Linked DNA regions of Mus musculus: region 2 is linked to region 1. A link is a contact called in public HiChIP or PLAC-seq data. All regions are on one chromosome and are shown on one strand. Each heading gives the region's core, a stretch centred on a gene start, on an enhancer-like site or on the middle of the called end of the contact. The rest is flanking DNA. Distances are from core to core; before and after follow the strand shown. Region 1 overlaps Tns4 (tensin 4). Region 2 has its middle 17 kb from the start of Krt20.

Region 1 (7,345 bases), core at 2,770-5,269:
TCTTAGTAAACTGAGTGCTCTCTGGGACTCTACCCTGGTTTCCATCCTGGGAAGCCACGGGAAAGGATTTGTGACCCTCTAGAAGGGGGGACAGCTTGTGCACTCCCCAGTTTTCACCACCTGTGCCAGACAGTGCTCCACCCCCTGGTCTGGAGAGTGAGCACCAAGTCTCTATGGCTACTGGGATTCAGCAGTGTTTGGTTTTTTGTTTGCTTTTTTGTTGTTGTTGTTATTTTGTTTTGTTTTGGTTTGGTTTGGTTTTTCGAGTCAGGGTTTCTGGCTGTCCTGGAACTCACTTTGTAGACCAGACTGGCCTCAAACTCAGAAATCTGCCTGCCTCTGCCTCCCAAGTGCTGGGATTAAAGGTGTGTGCCACCACCACCCGACTCCAGCAGTGTTTTCTTTCTTCTCCTCCCCCCCCCCATCAAGATATAAAGTACATCGAAGTGACCTCCACCAGATCAAGATACCTTGACGGTCCCCAACGCTGCTCCAGCCCGTGTGCCACCCCACCATTTGGCTCCCCGCGCAGTGGCAGCCTCTTCCTCTCCAGGGACATCCCCCGAGAGACCCGCAGCAGCAGCAACGAGAGCCTCATCTTCTCTGGGAACCAGGGCAGGGGTCCCTCTCCTCTCACCCCTTCTTCCCTTAGCAATGCCATCCCTTGCCGAGAAAGCAGGACCTCCGGCTCTCCACTGGCAACTCCTCCAGGCTGGGAGAAAGGGCTCAGGGCCCCACAGCGGGGCAGCAGGGTCTCTATACTGTCAGCCAGCCCTGTATCGGATGTCAGCTATGTGTTTGGAAGGTAAGTTCTGTCTGTGGGCAGACCGCAGTTGCCTGCATGGCAGCGTGTGTGCATATACACACACACACTAGAGGGGCACCCTGTTCTGTGAGCGAAATGCATGGGCATGAAGAGAAAAAAGCACGCACATGGTCTTTTCTAGCACCACAGGCATCTCTATCTCAAGTTCCCCTCAAAGCATTTAGGACACAGTTCAATGTGTGCTCAACTCTTGGCTTCCATTGACCTTTTGAGAATTGAGTGCTCACTTTAACGAGACTCGCTTGCTTGCTTTCCAGCCCTCACGTGACCCATCTGGAGGAAGGACTTTGAAAACTTAGGGGTGGGAGCCGGAGAGGTAGCTCAATGGTTAAGAGCACTCCTTCTCTGGTTCAGTTCCCAGCACCCATATGGCAGCTAACAAGCATCTGTCACTCTAGTTCCAGGGGACCCAGTGCCCTCCTCTGACCTCCACTGGCATGACACTCACATGCATAAAATAAATAACTTTGAACAATAAGTGCATTTCAGAGTATACACAGACTTGGGGGCCTGAGGTGAAGCATCTAAGAATGAAAGCCGCCCCCCTCATCTCCCCCTGGCTCCCTCCACCCTGGTACTGACAAAGCCTAGTTAGGAGGGACCAACCCCCTGGGCCTTATTTACAACTGTTCTTAAGCCTCACAATAGAAATGCACAACAGCCCATCCAGCTGCAGGACAGCTGAACCACTGGACCTACACGCTAACTCGTCCCACACACTAACTCCAAAGGCAATGGCCAAAGCAGTCCCTGGCAAAGAAGCCAGAGATCCCACCACTGTAACTGCTGGCCTAGTTGAGGTGACCTCCTCCAGATGGAACATGTCCCCCCTGGATCAGCCCAAGACATGTCCAGTACAGCCTGTCCCCACAGGGCTCCTGAGAGTGATAGGTAGTGGAGCTACTGCTGTCTGTGACAATTCCATCAGACCAGCCTAGTTGGGAAAGCGGAAAATGCAGGCCAGGCTAACCTGCTGGAGGTTAATTCCATTGGCTAGTTTAAGTGATAAGAGATCCTCTAGGCCAAGAGAGGTTCTGTACCCTGGTACAGCCCTTAGAATTCAGATGAGGGTTCTCTTTGCTCTGAGTTTTTGGTAAGGGGATATGCAATGTTCTGATTGACCCAAGATAGGGCCCCCAGATGGCTAGATTCTAGAACCTAGCTCTGACCCCAAGTCACTGTCACCCAACAAACACCCTAATACTCTTTTGTGTGCTTTTCCCTGCAGCAATCAGTCCCTCCCCCACTCAAGCCTCTCCAGCTATCCGTCATCTTCTAGATCCTTGGGAAGTCCAGCCAGCTCATCTTCCAGCCTCCACAGCCTGGACCGAGGGTCTCAGTGTGGGAGACCTAGTGATGCCCAGGCTCCTAGTAACCCCATACTGGGCATGGGCCAGCCCCAAGCAGTGCAGTCTACTCCAGTGGCTAAGGAGCAGGCTAGTAGCTGCCCCGCATCTGTCACCAACTCCATGGCGGACATACCCATAGTGCTCATCAATGGGAGCCCAGAACCACAGTCTCCCCCAGCCCAGCGGACACCAGGACACCAGGACTCTGTCCAGTCTAGGGTTACATCTCCCAGCCACCTCTGTCAAGCCATTAAGAGCCCCAGCAAGACTCTGCCAGATGTTCCTCTCCCTGCATCTCCAGATGGTATGTTGTAATTCAGTACCTCCAGCATAGCACTGTTTAGTTAAGGGGACTAGTCAAAGTCCAAGGGGGACAGGGGGGCTGGAAACAGCCACTTCACACTTTTCTTGACTACCCACTCTATGCCAGGCAGCCTAGAAAACGGGCGATGTGACGCCTAAGTTGCAGCCGGAGGAACGGAGAAGACATTTGTAGGGAGGATTCTGGGATTTGGGTTTCTTTAAAAAACACACAGAAATAGTATAAGCAAGTCTGTTTTAATCCCAGGTGTGGGGTATGAGGCTGCTTTGGATTGTCTGCAGCAGCTGGCTGTGATTTGCCTCTTGCAAATCAGGGCTACAGCTTTGCCAGCTGCGGATAGTTTCTGCCGTTGTGTGGCTTTGGAATTCTGGGAACTTTTCAGAGGGTTTATAAGTGCTAGAGCCCTGGGAGGGGAACTGAGGTTGGTGGATAATGGTTGATCAGGGGAGGTGGGTGTGGCTTGTTAGTAGTCTCGAGCTCAAAAAAAAAAAAAAAAAAGAAAGAAAGAAACAAAATAGCCGGACAGTGGTGGCACGCACCTTTAATCCCAATACTTGAGAGGCAGAGGCAGGCAGATCTCTGAGTTCCAGGCCGGTCTAGTCTACAGAGTGAGCTCCAGGACAGCTGAGACTACACAGAGAGACCCTGTCTGGAAAAAACAAACAAACAAACAAACAAACAAAAAAACAAAAGGAAAGAAATTAGATTCAGGGATCTCTCTCTTTTTCTCTTTCCCTCTCCCTCCCTTCTTCTCTCTCTCCCTCTCCCTCCCTCCTCTCCTTCCTCCCTCCTTCTCCTTGCTCATCTCTCATCTTTCTTTTCTTCTATCTAGTGCTAGGAGGTAAAACCTGGGAGATAAAGGGTGGGAAAAAGAAGAACCCACAAAGTAGCAAAGACCAGCTACAGACATTCCTTGCAGAGACAACTGGGACCTCATAGTTAGAACAATGAGCCCACACAGTATACACAGTAAGGAAACTTCTAGAATGTTAGGTGCAGGTCAATGAGAATAGTAGCAGATTGTATGAGTCCTCAAATGTCAAACTAAAAAGTGGAGTTCCTTCTTGGGACAATAGGGCCATTAGGAAGTAAATCAGGGAAGATGTGTGGTCAGCAGTACAAGCAGAATGATTGACCCGGAAGCTTGGCAGAAGGGTTGCAGGGCTAGAATCAGGGCTGGGCAATTGAGGTAAAGGGAGCCAGGCAACCCTCAGGCTATCTGAGCAAGAGGCTTAGTGACTAACTGGCTGATCCAAGGAGAGCCAGAGGGTGCATCAGTCCTCACTCTGACGTTCACTCATGGATGATGCTGACGATAACATAGAGGGGGCAAACAGAATGGAGACAATACATTCCAACACAGATGGCTGAAAACCACAAAACAGCAAACACCCTCCTTCCTGGAGCCTGTGACTACAGACTTCCAAAGAATCCGAAACAGTAAACACAGGCTGAGCCGAAGCATTCTCTGGGCACATACCTCCCATGCACAGAGACCTGAGGACATTGTCCCAGACACTCCCCCCTCAGCCATCTGCAGGCAGAGCCTGGCTCCTCCTTGGGCTTCCCAAGATGTGTATATGAGCTACTCACTTGTAGTCCCAGATGAGTCACTCCCATAAAAGCAACATAAACAGAAAAAAATGGCACCTCAGGTATGCCTTTAAAACAGCAACAAAAAACTTTTATCATTGTTGCCGGGGTGGGGCAGATGCCACAGGACACACGTGGAAGTCAAACAATGATTTTTTGTTTGTTTTTTGTTTTGTTTTGTTTTTTGAGACAGGGCTTCTCTGTGTAGCCTTGGCTGTCCTGGAACTCACTCTGTAGACCAGGCTGGCCTTGAACTCAGAAATCTGCCTGCCTCTGCCTCCCGAGTGCTGGGATTAAAGGCGTGAGCCACCACGCCCGGCTGCCAATGATTTTTTTAAAAGTGGGTTTAGGGGGGCTGGAGAGATGGCTCAGTGGTTAAGAGCACTGACTGCTCTTCCAGAGGTCCTGAGTTCAATTCCCAGAAACCACATGGTGGCTCACAACCATCTGTAATGGGATCCAATGCCTTCCTCTGGTGTGTCTGAAAACAGCTACAGTGTATTCATAAAAATAAAATAGGGCTGGAGAGATGGCTCAGCTATTAAGAGCACCAACTGCTCTTCCAGAGGTCCTGAATTCAGTTCCCAGCAACCACATGGTGGCTCACAGCCATCTGAAATGGGCATCTGATGCCGTCTTCTGCTGTTTCTAAAGACAGTGACTATGTACTCACATATATGAAATAAATATGGCCGGAGCGAGCGAGTGGGGTAGAAAAAAGTGGGTTCAGGGGATCAAACTCAGGTTGTCAGACCTGCATCACAACAGCTATTCCCCACGGAGCCATCTTGCCAGGACTGTTGTCAGCTTTCGTGATAGGGTTTCATTCTGTAGTCAAGCTGGCTTTGTGCTCAATGCTGTCCCCCTGCCTTGGCTTCCCAAACACTGGGATCAGAGCCATGCACCACCAGTTCTGGTTTTATGTTGTGTTAGGGATCAAACTCAGGGCCTTGTGCATGCTAGGCAAGCACTCTGTGCAGTGAGCTCCAGCTCCAGCTGGATTTCCCTCCAGGAGCTACTTGGAGAGACCCGGGAGATCTTCCTGGGCTCAGGAAGGATGAGCAGAATGGGATCTCCGGGAAGAGGATCAGGGCGGGTCTCCTGCACTTTCTATAGTCGTCTCCTAGCAACCCTCTATCCAGTCTACAGCGCGCCTCTTCTCTGCCTGTCTCCAGGTCCTGCCAAGGACATGCAGCCCACCATGAAGTTCGTGATGGACACATCAAAGTATTGGTTTAAGCCAAGCATCACTCGAGAGCAAGGTAAAGCCAGGACTGGGTCCCAGAGGACAGGCCACTCAGTAATCATATCAACTCAGTAACCATGCGAAGCAGGCAGATGGGGCCCCAGGTCATGGTTAAAAAAAAAAGCAGGTGACAAACAGCAGGCAGCGGAAGTGTGGGTGACCTGCTGGCCTCATTAGGAAATAACCAAAACATGCAGAAAGTAGACTGGAGAAAGACTTCCTGGGGACAAATGGTTGTGTGACATCCCTATGCGGATGGGATTAGAGAGTGGGAGAGTGGATGGCCTTCTAACTGAAGACTGTTTCAGCAATCAATCTCCTGAGGACGGAGAAGCCGGGTGCCTTTGTCATCAGGGACAGTTCCTCCTACAGAGGCTCCTTCGGCCTTGCCCTGAAGGTACAGGAGACTTCCGCATCTGCTCCAAACCGACCAGGTATGTATGTACATCTTTTGCTTGATCACCTTGGAGCCCCCACCATGGTTGACTCTGCCCCAGCTTGACAGTGACTATCAGGGTGACTCCAGGGAGGACAGTCTACCTCTCAGCTCTCCCAGCCCACCCTCTAGCACCTAGGCACCATGGAGACCAACTCTGAAAGCCTGAGATGCCCCTGCCTCCCCAGATTCCCTATTCCACCCTTGAAAAAAGGTCCCAGCCTCTCCTCAGGCTGCTGTCTTCTGGGCACCTCTGTCTAGCCTGGACTCATCTCCAGGAACCTAATATAACTAATGTATTTGTGGGCTTATCACACTCCCGATAGCTTATCATTCATAAAATAATTTGCCATGTGTTCAGTAGCTCATCCTGTGTGAGAGAGCTTAACATGTGTGTAATGGCCCACCTATAATCTCACGTGGTCATCTGGTAACTCAGCACACGTCTCTTGAGAGATCTAGAAGATCTATCTATACCAGGCCCTGTGTAAGGAACCAGGCATGTGTATAGAGGGCTCGCGCACAGAAACTACCTTACTGGGGAGGCAGATGAGAATAAATCATGCCAGTACTACAAAGTCCCAGGGTAGTAGTCCCCTCACTTAACCCAATTAGGAGTGAATGACCTCCAAGGAATTTAAGGTGTAGAATGAGGGTAGACCCCCCAACCTTGTCCTGTTAACAGGGATTTGGGGAGTTGGCTCAGAGGTAGAAGTATTGCTTAACATGGGTTGTAGCCACAGCATAATGTTGGGAGTGGGGGATTCAGCAACTTCTGGGGCAGGCTTCGATTTTCAAAGAAGCCTTGCAAGAGGCAATGAGCCCAGATGAAGGAGTAAGCTGTGGTGGGTGGGGTCAGAGCCAGCTCTGCTCCAACAGGGATGAGCTGATAGGAAATAATGGCACCTGGGATGGGTGGGTGAGTTTCAAAATACAGACCCCTCTGTGCAAACGTGCTAGCACCTTGGAGTCCATGAAAACAGGTTTCCTATCTGCACCTCCACGGGGAGGCAGAGGGTATCATGACAGCCTGGGGTAGACCTGGGAGAAGTGGGCAGGGCCAAGCTGGCCAGGGTCTGGCTAACACAAGGATCTGAAACAAAACTCCTTCCTTCTTTGTCTAGGCGAGGACAGCAGTGACCTTATCCGTCACTTCCTGATTGAGTCTTCGGCCAAAGGAGTACATCTGAAAGGAGCAGATGAGGAGCCCTACTTTGGTAAGCCTCCCCAGCCACTAGCAGCCTCCCCAGCCACTAGCAGCCTCCCCAGCCTCCCCAGTCTCCATGCCTCTGGGCTTGGCTTCCTGCACTGTGAAGGGGTCTGAGAAAGCTCTACTCACTGAGAGTTCCCTTCTCCCTTGCAGGGAGCCTCTCTTCCTTCGTGTGCCAGCACTCCATTATGGCCCTGGCCCTGCCCTGCAAACTCACCATCCCACAGAAAGGTAGGTCAAAGCTGTCGGTCCCACTAAAAAGGCTTCCAGTGGCTACTTCAACCTTGTTTATGAATTTTATTAGGGCCAGTGTGGCATGTGCTTGCTCTGGACCAGGTCCGTGTGGTCCTCCACTTCCCGCCT
Region 2 (7,345 bases), core at 2,383-4,882, 380 kb before region 1:
CTTCTTCTTCTTCTTCTTCTTCTTCTTCTTCTTCTTCTCCTTCTTCTTCTTCTTCTTCTTTTTCTTCTTCTTTTTTAATATTTTTGACAGTCTTTATTTGTGTATTAGCTTTTGTCTCCCCTCACCCTGACATATGACATTGTTTCTGGTAACTTTCACAGTGTCCATGAAAGACACAGAGAGCATAAAAAGCCATTATTCACCCATTTGAGTTTGCATGTGAGAGACGTAAAAATAACCAGTAATTTTCCTGAATTGGGGTTGCAAAATGATAACACCTCTCTCACCTTAGAACAAGTTTTTTGGTTTTGGTTTTGGTTTTATTTTATTTGTAATTCATTTTTTACACTCCATATTCCATTCCCCAACCCTCCCCTCCCACCCTCCAACTGCTCCACATCCCACACCTCCTCCCCACCACACCCATCTCCACATGGATGCCCCCACCCTCCACCCCATCTGACCTCTAAACTCCCTGAGGCCTCCAGTCTCTTGAGGGTTAGGTGCATCATCTCTGAATGAACACAGACCTGCAAGTCCTCTACTGTATGTGTGTTGGGAGACTTCATATCAGCTGGTATATGCTGTCTATTTGGTGGTCCAGTGTTTGAAAGTTCTCAGGGGTCCAGATTAATTAAGACTGCTGGTCCTCCTATAGGATCGCCCTACTCCTCAAATTCTTTCAGCCTTCCCTAATTCAACAACAGGGGTTAACTGCTTCTATCCATTAGTTGGGTGCAAATATCTGCATCTGACTCTTTCAGCTGCTTGTTGGGTCTTTTGGGGGGTGGAGTCATGATCGATCCCTTTTTGTGAGCACTACATATCCTCAACAACAGTGTCATGCCTTGGGACCTCCCCTTGACCTGGATCCCACTTTGGGCCTGTCACTGGACCTTCTTTTTCTCAGGCTCCTTTCCATTTCCACCCCTGTAATTCTTTCAGACAGGAACAATTATGGGTCAGAGGTGTAACTGTGGGATGGCAACCCCATCCCTCACTTGATGTCCTGTCTTCCTGCTGGATGTTGGCTCTATAAATTCCCTCTCCCTACTGTTGAACATTTCATCAAAGGTCCCTCCCTGTGAGTCCTGGGAGCCCCTCACCTCCCAGGTCTCTGGTGCACTGGGGGGGGGGTGTCCCCTAACCTCCCATTTCCTGAGGTTGCCTGTTTACCTTCTTTCTGCAGGCTCTCGGGGCTTCAGTCCTTTTCCCTCACCCAATACCAGATCAGGTTTCCCCCTCCCCATCTCCTTTCCCTCCCAAGTCCCTCCCTCCTTCCCCACTTATGATTGCTTTCTTCTCTCTCCAAGTGGGACTGAAGGATCCTCACTTGGGCACCTCAGCTTATAGAGCCTTTTGAATTCTGTGGACTATAACTTGTGTGTTCTGTATGGGGTTTTTGTTTTGTTTTTGTTTTTGTTTTGGCTAATATCCACTTATTAGTAAGTACATACCATGCATGCCCTTTTGCGTCTGAGTTACCTCACTCAGGATGATATTTTCTAGTTCCATCCATTTGCCTGCAAAAGTCAAGATGTCCTCATTCTTAATAGAGGAGTAGTACTCCATTGTGTAAATGAATCACATTTTCTGTATCCATTCTTCTGTCGTGGGACATCTAGGTTTTTTCCAGCTTCTGGATATCACAAATAAAGCCACTATGAACATAGTGGAACACGTTCCCCTGTAGCATGGTGGGCCATCTTTTGGGTATATTCCCAAGAGTGGCATAGCTGTGTCTTCAGGTAGATCTATTTCCAATTTTCTGAGGAACCTCCAGATTGATTTCCAGAGTTGTACCAGTTTGCAATCCCACCAGCAATGGAGGAGTGTTCCTCTTTCTCCACATCCTCTCCATCATGTGTTGTCACATTAGGTTTTGATCTTAGCCATTCTAACTGGTGTAAGGTGGAATCTCAGGGTTGTTTAGATTTGCGTTTTTCTGATGACTAAGGACTTTAAACATTTTTTTAGGTGCTTCTCAGCCATTCGAGATTCCTCCATTGTGAATTCTCGGTTTAGTTCCATACCCCATTTTTGATTGGGTTCTTTAGGGTTTTGGTGATTAACTTCTTGAGTTCTTTATATATTTTGGATAAAGCGCTTGCTAGCTAGATGGTAAGACCCTATTGCTGCAGACACCATACATGTCAGCTGCAGGATATAAAGAAAACAACGTGAACTGGGCAAGAAAGCTTCCATATTGTAATGTCAACCTATTAAGCAAGATGCGCTCATGGATGAAATAGAGCCATGGCTGTCATGCTGGTAACCAGCTGCTTTCTGACTGGACTGGAGGCCTGCTTTGCAGAGAGAAATCTGTGCCTGTTAGTGGAAAACTTCTCCAAGTCCCACGGCTGGGGAGGAGGTCATGGGCCCTTGATAGAACTAACTATTGCTAAGTGGCCATACTGTCAAGCTGCCTTCTAAATACTTAACGTTTGTGTCCATGGATGTGTATTGTCTCTGACTTTGATCAAAAAGCTTCTTAATGCAATGAGTGGTGAAAAATGCAGACTCACAACTGACCGAAGTGCTGAGAATAAGTAAGTGTCTGTGAGCGCTCACCCTAAATGGGACATTTATATCAGCACCCCATCATCTCCATGCCCAACCCTCAGGGAACATTGCAGCAGAGGAGGCAGAAGCTGGAGGGTGGGAAAGAGAGAAACACTGGGGAATGCTGTATTCTGGTCATTGCATTACAATGTGGGAGGGGCTTACAAGTCCTCACTCAAGCTGAGAAGCTAATGAAGGAATGTTAGTTTTCCTTAGGGCAAGTGGACCATGCTACCAGACAGAAGAACTGGCAATGTCGAACAGGTTTTCAAACCCAGGGGAATCTCAGAATTGAGAACAGCAGGCATGGAGCCAATACTCTGCCCAAGTACCTGATCTGGAACACATAACCCTGACACCCCACTGAGAGGACCATGACAATGGGCCACATAGCATAAAAACCTGAAGTTTGGGCTGGAGAGATGGCTCAGTGGTTAAGAGCACCGACTGCTCTTCCAGAGGTCCTGAGTTCAATTCCCAGCAACTACATGGTGGCTCACAACCATCTGTAATGGGGTCTGGTGCCATCTTCTGGTGTGTCTGAACAGAGCAATGGGAGTGTATTCATATGCATTAAATAAATAAATAAATAAATAAATAAATAAATAAATAAATAAATCTTAAAAACAAAAACAAAACACAAAAACCTGGAGATCTCCATGCTAATGAAGTATCTAGATAGGTCCCAAGTGTTCAGACCATGAGCCTCCCATCCTGGACATTCCCTGCTTCACCCTGAGTACGATGTATGAATTCACATCCAGCATCAAAGAAAAGAGTTTGGATGAGCAAGGACCATCTCCCTCATCAGGGTTCACTGCAGGGGAGACCTTGCCATAAAGAGCTATGCCTAAGTCTCCCAGAAAAGGCCTTGATTCTTGGGTTCCTCGGCTAGGAGTAAATTTCAGCCATTTATTTCTAATCTGAGCCATATGGCTAGGACACTTCTGCTGTATTCTGATAGAAAAGAAAGCAGTTAATGTGTAAACTTTCACCCACACGAAACTATTCTGAATGGGCCGGCTGACTCACTGGCTCAGCCCATGGTCACAGAGCAATGGACCGTGAAGGAAGGTGGGGCTGTTTAGACGTCGATTGAGGAACATTTTGTCCCTGTGATGAGTGGTCTTCCATTGATTTCCTGTTTCTCATGCATTGTTGACTCAGAGTCTTCCGGGTCCATTTTCATGCTGTTATATCGTGGCTGTAAAGATGTTGCAGTGATGGGGAAAGGGGAGAGAACGTAAGCTCGTTTAATACCTCCCTAATCCATTACTCTCTTATGCCTGCAGGTAACAGTAAGGACGCGATTTGCTGAGTGTGAGCGCTCTACATAGTTTTCAGGGCCAAAAATAGATGCAAAAGCTTTGTCCAAACAAAAACAACAAAAAAACCAAAAAACAGCTTTGTCCAAAAATAGCTAGGAGATTCAACACAGCAGAACTATCAGTCAAGATTCAGAGATTCATATATACTCACAAAGCTGACCCGAGAGAGGAATGCAGATGATGGGTTAGAAACTCTCTATCCCTCCCCTCCTCCCTTCCCGACTTTTATAACTAAAATAGCCATGTCATTCATTACATGGCTGAATAAAATGTGTCCCCATCTAGTGTCTGCCTGGCATTTTTTTTCTTCTAAATATCGAATCCTTCTAATCAAGAAAAGTCTTACTAGATGCCGCTGATTCCAGAGAGGGCTAAGCAAAGTCCACCTTTGGTCTGACTGTGATAAAAAAAAGGTTTACCTAATCTACGATAAGGGTATGTACTGCACAAACATGGTTACAGGGGAGAGTGCATGGTCTCGTCAAAGACAAGCTTCCCCAGACATCTGACTCACCACAGGTCCTGTTAGAGTCAGACTTGGGAGGTGCAGGGGAGACCCAGGGAGACACTAAGGATGAGAGCAAAGCCCTGTCCCTTGAGGTACACACTAGCAACAGGGAGAGACTAAAGATGGCTTCTCTCAACTCAAGAAGAACGATGACCAAAGTGTGGACAATTTGCCCCTTCTTAGAATTGGGAACAAAACACCCATGGAAGGAGTTACAGAGACAAGGTTTGGAGCTGAGACGAAAGGATGGACCATCTAGAGATTGCCATATCTGGGGATCCATCCCATAATCAGCTTCCAACCGCTGACACCATTGCATACACTAGCAAGATTTTGCTGAAAGGACCCTGATATAGCTGTCTCTTGTGAGACTATGCCGGGGCCTAGCAAACACAGAAGTGGATGCTCACAGTCAGCTATTGGATAGATCACAGATCCCCCAATGGAGGAACTAGAGAAAGTACCCAAGGAGCTGGGGGGATCTGCAACCCTATAAGTGGAACAGCAATATGAAATAACCAGTACCCCCCGGAGCTCGTGTCTCTAGCTGCATATGTATCAGAAGATGGCCTAGTCGGCCATCAGTGGAAAGAGAGGCCCATTCTTCTCTCTCTGTGCTAAATCTGTGTGTGTGTGTGTGTGTGTGTGTGTGTGTGTGTGTGTGTCTGTCTGTCTGTCTGTCTGTCTGTCTGTCTCTGTGTCTGTCTGTCTCTGTGTGTGTCTGTCTGTCTCTGTCTCTCTCTGTTTCTCTGTGTGTGTGTGTCTGTATGTGTGTCTCTGTGTGTGTCTATCTTTGTCTCTGTCTCTCACTACACTGTTCTTGTAGACAGACAGACACACACACACACACAGAGAGAGAGAGAGAGAGAGAGAGAGAGAGAGAGAGAGAGAGAGAGAGAGAGATTGATTGATTTAGCACAGAGAGAGAGGAAGCTTTGCACAGTAAGGCCTTACTGCTAGGTGGACTCAGTCTTCAGTGTGTCTCTCCCTGCACTGGTCCTATGCTCCTGCCAGAAAGGGAGTAGAATTCACTGGACAGGAAGGAGACACGAGGCTCTGCTGATCTTGTAGAACAGTGTGTCTCTCTCTTCCTTGCTCTATCTCTCCCCTCTCTTCTCTCTCCTCCTTTATCCACCCTTCCTCTCTCTACCTTCTCTCTCTCCCTTTTATCTCTCTCCCCACCTCTCTCTCTTTCTCCACCCCTCCCCACCCCTCTGGAGTAAGTAGACTTTAGGACAAGACCTTATCACATGAAACTCTATCCTAACTAGTCCATGAATATCTGAAAAGTTGATGTTCTCTGTAAGTCTTTCTTAGACCCTCCCACTTGCAATACTTCCTGGTCACTATGCATATGAATATCAAAGTGATCATATATGTCCTCAGTCACAGTCTCCTTCAGAAATATGTTTCCAACTTACCTAATATTACCTATATGAGCCCAGTGACAATACTTTTTTTTGAGACATGACGTCACCATATAGCTCTGGCTGTCCTGGAATTCACTATGTAGACCAGGCTAACTTTGAACTTTCAGAGATCTGCCTGACTCTGCTTCCCAAATGATAATGTTAAAGGCGTGTACCACCATACCCAGCTAATATTTATTTACTTCAACACTATTTTTCCTCGTGGTTTTTAGGTTAGTATACAATGGGCTTTGTTATGACATTTTTCATTCATTTACAATTTGTCTTTGGTCTCATTCATTCTCCCTCCCTGCCCACCTCCCTGCCCACCTCCCTGTCCACCTCCCTGCCCACCTCCCTACCCACCTCCCCCCTCTTTCCCTGACTGATGCCTTCCTCCAGACCTCAGACAGTTCCCTCTCTCCTTTTCCATGTCCCTCTTTTCTTTCCCCTAATATATCTTCCTACCCCCTTTCTAGTTTCATGATCTACACACACATATGAGTACATACATCTTTATATACACCTTTATAAATATTGTTTTAGTCTAGACTCTGTGCATGAGAAAAAAAGCATGTGGTGTTTGTCTTTCTTAGTCTGGCTCACTTCAGCTAACACATTGATTTCTGGCTCTATTTCCCAGCAAATGTCATGCTTCTGTTTTCTTCATGGCTCCATAAAACTCCTGATGTGCAGGCCCCACATTGTTTTTTATCCATTCAGCTTTTGATTACCCCAGTTAACATTTAATGGCTTGTTATTGGTCTTCACCAGATTGTAGCCATCACCAAGTTTATAATCCCTATCTTTCTATTATCACATCTGCTATGAGGAGCTACAGTTCACTGGGTACTTCCTACTACCAAGTACCATGTTGTGCACCTCAGAGATACACCCTCATTTACTCCTAACACCAATGCTATACTGGTCACTGGCTCCATCCTCCACTTCATGACTGAAGAAAACACCTTGCCCAAGTTCTCATGGTAAACAAGTGTAGAGGCAGGTTCTGAAACAGCTCTCTGCCTCTGTGTCTTAGTCCTTGGCAGCTAGCAGAATTGCTCAGAATAATCTGTTCAGAAAACAGGCAAAAGTGACATTGGATGGGATGATGTCTATTGACCTACAATCATCTGGGAAGAGTCTCAATGAGGACCTATCTGGATCGGGTTGGTCTGTAGGCATGTCAGTGATGAGTTAGTTATCTTTGTTATCCTCATTGATGGGAGAAGAACCAGCCTGAAAATAGACAGCAGATAAAGAGCCACCTTTCAACATAAGAATATGGCAAGCCCAGAACAAGTGCCTTCCAGAGCTACTTTTCAGTTCATTGAGCATTGGTTCTTGGGTCAGATTTGCTGTAGAATTTTCAATTCTGACATTTCTTAAACACTGTATCAGCCTAATTAGGGGAGAAAGGGGATTGGGGTTTGAGCTCTAAAACCTGAATTCTGATAAAGGGTCATACTTATTATGTTCCAAAAACATAAATAAGCACACACTGCAGTCTGTACTGAACTTTGTAAAAAAAAAAAAAA

The links. HiChIP or PLAC-seq counts read pairs in DNA pulled down with a chosen protein or histone mark.
Region 2: an HNF4G HiChIP or PLAC-seq map of pancreatic cancer cells shows a contact between it and region 1. The contact joins two enhancer-like sites. A contact is called at or near these places in 2 of 39 promoter capture datasets (liver and pre-B cells) and 1 of 115 datasets of contacts at active chromatin or transcription factors (pancreatic cancer cells).

Annotation. Positions count from the first base shown.
Region 1 is chr11:99,073,540-99,080,884 of GRCm38.p6, reverse strand. Tns4 (tensin 4) reads left to right here. Exons shown (of 13, transcript NM_172564.3): 3 at 430-805; 4 at 2,055-2,479; 5 at 5,266-5,352; 6 at 5,645-5,770; 7 at 6,897-6,989; 8 at 7,136-7,213. Among named protein-coding and RNA genes, the nearest start is that of Tns4, 12 kb to the left of the region's middle. Within about 2 kb of position 4,019, at least 51 of the 459 cell types and tissues checked have an H3K27ac peak or open chromatin away from gene starts, as enhancers often do. A contact at or near this core is called in pancreatic cancer cells, where this site is marked.
Region 2 is chr11:99,451,243-99,458,587 of GRCm38.p6, reverse strand. No RefSeq gene overlaps it. Among named protein-coding and RNA genes, the nearest start is that of Krt20, 17 kb to the right of the region's middle. Within about 2 kb of position 3,632, at least 22 of the 459 cell types and tissues checked have an H3K27ac peak or open chromatin away from gene starts, as enhancers often do. A contact at or near this core is called in pancreatic cancer cells, where this site is marked.